Linked DNA regions of Xenopus laevis: region 2 is linked to region 1. Evidence: chromatin contacts called from public Hi-C data. All regions are on one chromosome and are shown on one strand. Each heading gives the region's core, a stretch centred on a gene start, on an enhancer-like site or on the middle of the called end of the contact. The rest is flanking DNA. Distances are from core to core; before and after follow the strand shown. Region 1 has its middle 12 kb from the start of klf11.L. Region 2 holds the start of LOC108717180.

Region 1 (3,141 bases), core at 285-2,784:
TCCAATAAGAATTAATTATATCTTAGTTTGGATCAAGTACAAAGTACTGTTTTATTATTACAGAGAAAAAGGAAAGAAAAAATGTGGATACAATTGGGAAGTCTATGGGAGGCGGCCTTTCTGTAATTTAGAGCTTTCTGGATCATGGATTTCCATACATGTACTATATTTGAGGTCTCAACCTAAAATGTAAATTTTTCTTCATCCAGAAATGTTTATTGACAAACAGTAAAAGATCCCAAGGTATAATGTAACGGCTCTCTGTGTTTTGGTCTCTGACATGTAATGAAACAATGCAACTTCTGACTATGTTTGTTTCAGTATCCATTACAGCTTACTTACCCTTGGGTGTCCCAGTGTTTGCATGTTCACTGACTTGTCATTGTGTTTCTTGCAGTCATCAGAGCTGCTGCACCTTCTCTGTAGGTCCCATGCTTTTTTCTTGCACTTTTCATGCTTTGTCTTTAGGCCTGATCAGCATCATTGTGTTATTTTCAATTTTTACCTTTTCTAGCTTCAGCCTGACCTTGATTGCACCTTGATTTCTAGGACCTGCCCAACCTTGATGACTCTATTATTAGAGTGACCTTACATCACAGTATTTTTCAGCCTGTTGGCCTAGCCTTCTCTAGATGTCTGCCTTCACCCAAACTACCAGACTGAGGTTTCTTATCACCATCAAAGGCCCGTCCTTGTGCTTAAGGCTCCATGGTCCACCATTTGCTGTGAGCCTCTCTTGTCTCCTGCTGCCACTCATTATTATACCAGGAAATAATCTTTTTAAATATTTTATCACAGCCAGAAGGTTATTTATTGCCCTTATTTGTAACAAACATACCAATTAGGCATGCAGAGGATGATGTGCCTGATGAACTCTGCCCACGTAGAACAAGGCCAAAATGGCACTCTGGCCCAGCAGCAATGTTTCTATGCAAGTTTGTCAGGTGTTTGCAGTATTTCCAAGAAATAATTAGAAGCAATAAAACGTCTTATTCACTGAAGAACTCGCTTATTATAGGCAAAGTCCACTTGTCTATGAGTAATCGCATTCTGTTCTGCTCCCAGCCTGCAATTGAATCTGGTCGTAGGGGGTCAATATAAATATTTTTTTTTTGTTGGATAAGAAAGGAAGTGGAATGAAATCCTGGTTAATACCTGGGCCCCCTATAAAAGCCTGCTTCCCCCTCTTTATGAACTACATCCCCGGGGACCCACCAACCATGTGCTACTGATTCAGGTCCTCTTCTATGCAATGGCCCAATGAGCATGAAGTCAGGTCCAGGTTCGCTTCTATTACTATATAACTGAATTGAGAACATACAAGATAGTGCCTGCCACCCGCTGTGATGCTCTTACAATAAAGAGAGTAGGGAGGCCTAGGGTTTTAAGCAGGTTTTTGTTCTTCTTTAAACAATAGTAATAGCCAGGGCTAGAACTAGAGGTAAGCAAAAGAGGGATGTGCCTAGGGTGCAACAGTGGCGGAGGCACTAGATACATACCTCTTCTGCCTGCCTACCTCTAATTCACATCATTTTGGGGAATATGCTGTGCTTGATAGTGACAAGGGGTAGAGGGGAAGGGTGTGGGTGTGTGATGAGTCCCTGCTTGCCACCTCACGGGGGCACCATTGAGGATGGGGCTAGTCTTGGGCACCCTTGCTATTTGGCCCAGTAAAAAAAAAGTATTAAAGGGAGGCCTTAATTGGACATAAGACTTAGAAACCACTATATTAAGGAGTCATTGTGCAATTTGTCTGCCATTCCCTATTTAAAGCGAACCTGTCATGAATTTTATGGTTTACTTTTTATTTCTAAATTGCACTGTTTACATTGCAAATAATTCTTTTTTTTTTTAAATCTTTATTTTTAATAAAGTGAAATTCCATCCAGCATCATAGAAAAAGAGTCATAAATAGTCAAGAAGGATGTCTTTTTCTTATTAAACATGCAAAGTGTTAATGGAATTTCACATAGGTATTATCTTATCATTCCTAGTTTGTTATTCTTGTTGATATCAATCAATATCTATGTTCATTTCAATTTGCAAATAATTCAAGCTACCATTTAAAATTTTACTCTCGAACCAACAAAGGTATTTTTTTTAGCATTAATATTGGTGTAGAGGCAGCTATTCCATTGTGCCTGATTCTGAGCTTTGAGAAGGAGCCAGCACTCCAGGATGGAACTGCTTTGAGACAACTATTGTTACTCCTCTTCCCATTGTACTTCAATACAACCCAAGTCGTGCTCCCCAGCTAGTGGTAGACATGAGGCAGGTTTTTTCCTACTTGGGTGCTATTCTCATGGCTACCACTAGGGAGCACTTTTAGCAATGCAAACAAATCCTTCAGCAGAAGTGTCAACTAGCTGCTATCTGGTTAGCTGCCCATTGTTCGGTTGCTGATGGGCTGCTGATTGGCTGTTGGGGAGGGGAAGCGAGGGGTGATATTACTCGAACTTGCAGTGTAGCAGGAAAGAGTGACTGAAGTTTATTAGAGCACAAGTCACATGGTTGGGGGCACCTGCAAAAAGGATATTGTGTCTAGCCCCATGCCAAAATTGAAAATGAAATGTTACAAAAGCTGCTTGCTCTTTTAAAAAATGGATATCAGTGCAGCATTCTGCTGGAGCAGCACTTTTAACTGATGCATTTGGAAAAAAACATGTTTTCCCATAACAGTATTTTTCTTTAAAAATGAAAAAAAACTTTTATTGCGTTTTATTGTTTGATAATTTTGAGAAATTGTTTAACTAAATTAAGTTTTAGTTCTAAAATGCAAATTTTTTTACACATTACACATTAGTAAAACATGAGAATTACTGAAGTTATACATTTGCACGTTATTCAGCAGTGAGGAAGCGGATCATAATGATGAAGCTCAGTAACGACACGGCAAATAATCTGTTTTATTTTGGGCTGTAGGTTTAGGGAAGTGACCTCTCCCTGATGGATTCAGGTCTCTGTGTTGTTTTCTGCCCCGCTATGTGTCCTGGGTGTACAGGATATTTAGGTTGGACATGAAGTTTCAGCATAGGAACCTCACACATCTAACGCCGAATGACAAGGGACACTGGCCAATCACAGCATGAACGATATTTATGGAAATTTGAAGGTGGTGTGAAAGATTTTTGAAGCTGATTT
Region 2 (3,255 bases), core at 410-2,909, 42 kb after region 1:
GAATGCAGTATTTTGAGAACTGCTCCACTGCTGGGGGGGGGTTAAAGTTTTAAAAAAATCTCTTTTTCCTTTCAGTTGCTACTAAATTGATGTTCCCATGAGTCTCCACTTGGCAATGCATGTGCTAACAGTCTCATTCAGTCCTGAAGGGTGCATGGCTGTACCTAGAGGCAATTTTTGTTCAGTGTTGATCTTTATGGGTAAAGAATAAAGCCCAGTGTGACACTGTTGTAATAAGACCCACTCCAGCGCACTCTGACTACCCAAACCTGTCTGACCAAAGGTCTCCCATAGCCAACCTGCCCCCTGTTGGAGGTCTCTAAAAATCACAAGTGACAGTAACAGTGGTGGTTGGATGGACATATGATCCATACATGATGCCAGTAACTGGTTAGGTCACTTGGAAATATTTTTTATTTTATTTGTCTTTTATTTTTTAACAATACTTTACAGCTGCCTGCAGTCTAAACGATTCTGGGTATCCATGGACTGCCCACACACTAAGAGCATGATGGATTTTCCACCTGAATCCTGACTGATTTGTGGGTATTCCAAGACACCTAGCCTGAAGCATGATGAACCAAAGCAATGAAAATATCAACTCTGGTGTTATTGAGTGGAATGAACTGGAGATCATGGAAACTCTCGTAGGAATCTATCTATATCATCACTACATCGCAACAATACATTATTACTGTTATGCTATACCATGCACACATTTCCCACTTACTATATTGCTGCTGGAGTCTTGTTGTCTAAAATGGATATTGTGGAGCAGGGAAGCGGTCGGTTGCAGCTGTGGCTGTCCCTGTATCGTCCATGACGTGTCAGGATTGAGGGGTCTCTCTCCATAGATTTGTGGCCCTGACAGAGGGCTTGTGAGGTGACATCTGGACTCCACAGTCTGCTCCTTGAATTTAGGAGCGTTATCAGACAAGCAGTCCTGGGACTCTTCCAACAACTCATCAAGCAGCTGAAGGTCTTCATCTCCGTCCCTTCGTCTCAATCTGCCTGTCTCGGTCTCTTTCCCCTCTTTAGTAGGTTCATCTTCTGTTTTTATCTCGCAGGAGACTGTTTCTTCCTGAAGTCTGTTGCCAACTGAAGGCTCTCCCTTGGATGGAGGTCTGGGCTGCTGACTGCGGGCAATAAGTACACTGCTACTGCCCCTGCTGCAGCCACTGCCCATAACAGACTGTACACTCCGGTGGCTTTTTGAGTAACTTTTTAGATGCCAATCACATGTCTTGGCTGTATGTCTGTCCGAGTGCCTGTTCTCACCATACTCATGTCATCAAACATTAGCTGAAGCCCATCTTGCAAACTTCTCTAGCAGTGTATAAAGTGCAATGATTCAACCCCATAGAGTTACCTTCACTTTCACCTCTTTCATTCCCAGATGCACTTCCCCCTGCCTCTCTCACTCTCCCTTTCATACCCTCTTACAGTTAAACATTAAAAGCAAGTCCCTCGCACTGAAGTGAGTGCAGCTGCAGCAGGGAAATGTTAGCTCGGCCAGAGGAGTGTCATTGAGATCAGGGCCAATAGGCAGAGCAGGGGAAAGAGCCCAGAAGTTCGCACATAGGCAAATCTGAAACACTAGACTCTGAAATTAAAATGGAACGGAAACTGGGTGTAACCTGCGGATTTATACCAGAGCTGACACACAGAAACGATGAAAAATGTACCAGGCCTATTAAAAACCAAATTATTAAAGGAATAGTAACACCAAAAAAGAAAAATGTTTTAAATTAATTAAAATATAATGTACTGTTGCACTGCCCTGGATTTGTTTGCTTCAGCAACACTGCTACTGTGTATATAATATAAGCTGCTGTGTAGCAATGGAGGCAATTGAAATAGGCCTCAATGGCACAGTTTAAATAGTGCATAACAGATAAGCTCTGTAAAACAACATTTTTTAGTGATAACTGTTCCTTTAATGTAGCCAGACACATAAGCAGACAGAGATACCTTTTAGTGGGGGTGGGCCCTGAGGCAAACGTGATTTTGGTTTGGATGTTGTTCAGCTACAACTCAGTAACCCTAGACAGTATTCAGCTGTTGGTGGGTTCTGTGAGTTGCAGTTTAACATCAGTGGCAACAGCTGTTCCTACTACTACTGTACTATTATCCTCACTGCACTGTTTTGCTATACTGGTTTCTCACTTATTGCTTTGCTGGACCAAACTTTGAGCAGGTCCAACACAGTCACCCCCTCTCTCTTTGCAACCCCCTAAAGCTACACTTAAAGACATCTGGTAGCAAGAAGGAATGTAATAATTAGTAATCAAAAAAACACAGGCAGTCTACACCAGATCTCATCCTTATGGTAAACCTTTTGGTTCGTGAGATGATTGGGGGTCTGTTCACCTGATGATATGCCTATTATCACATCAGTGTCCATCCACAGGATGATGGACCTGTACATCTGAAAATACACCCACTGTTATACCACTGTCCATCCATGAGATGATGGGACCTGTTCACCTGTTGATATGCCTATTATTTCATCACTGTCCATCCATGAGATGATGGAGCCTATACATCTAAAAATACACCCAGTGGTGTACCATTGTCCTTCAATGAGATAACAAGGCCTGTTAAATATCTATTATCCCATCACTCTTCATCCCTTAGATGATGGGGCCTGCTCATCTGATGATATGCCTATTATCACATCACTGTCCATTCATGACATAATAGGGCCTGAACATCTGAAAATACACCCAGTTTTATACTACTGTCAATCCAGGAGATGATGGGACGTGAATATCTATGTAGTGATTAAATCAGCTTGCCCATAGATCAACTGGTGGGATGTCCCAAGAAGTGCCCTGTGTGTGGCCAACTAAACTCACTGAAACAACAAAACACTTGCAGCCATCACAAGGGCCATATAGTAGTGAAAGCACTTTGGGGGAATGATTTAAGGCGCAACACAAGGCAGTGACACTCATCCTCACAATGACTTTACGGCTTTCTTTGTACATTCAATTAGTATTTATATTTAGTGGATTTTATGGCTTTCCTATCTCCTCTGACTTTGTATCAGCACAGCCCCTGTGTGTTATATTTATATTAGTTGTGTATTGACATCACATCTCCTGATGCCTATTTACTAAGAAACACGTCAGTTTACATACATAAACATAACTGCATTCAAATGTTTGATGACCGTATGCATCCAAATGTGCATTCGGCCTCTAGAAATCAGCTGTTTACCCAAAGGCTGGGGTTAGGCAAGGTCATGCAAAT

Evidence for each region. Hi-C and Micro-C count contacts between places; a contact is called where the count stands out from the background.
Region 2: a contact with region 1 is called in a Hi-C map of the XTC cell line, with 2.7 times the contacts expected there. The contact joins the promoter of LOC108717180 here to the enhancer-like site in region 1. A contact is called at or near these places in 2 of 4 Hi-C or Micro-C datasets (the XL177 cell line and the XTC cell line).

What each region holds. Positions count from the first base shown.
Region 1 is chr5L:149,028,022-149,031,162 of Xenopus_laevis_v10.1, forward strand. No RefSeq gene overlaps it. Among protein-coding and RNA genes, the nearest start is that of klf11.L, 12 kb to the right of the region's middle. Within about 2 kb of position 1,535, at least 1 of the 7 cell types and tissues checked has an H3K27ac peak or open chromatin away from gene starts, as enhancers often do.
Region 2 is chr5L:149,069,972-149,073,226 of Xenopus_laevis_v10.1, forward strand. It overlaps LOC108717180, which reads right to left and starts at 1,660. Exons shown (of 3, transcript XM_018264009.2): 1 at 731-1,660. The coding sequence starts at 1,186.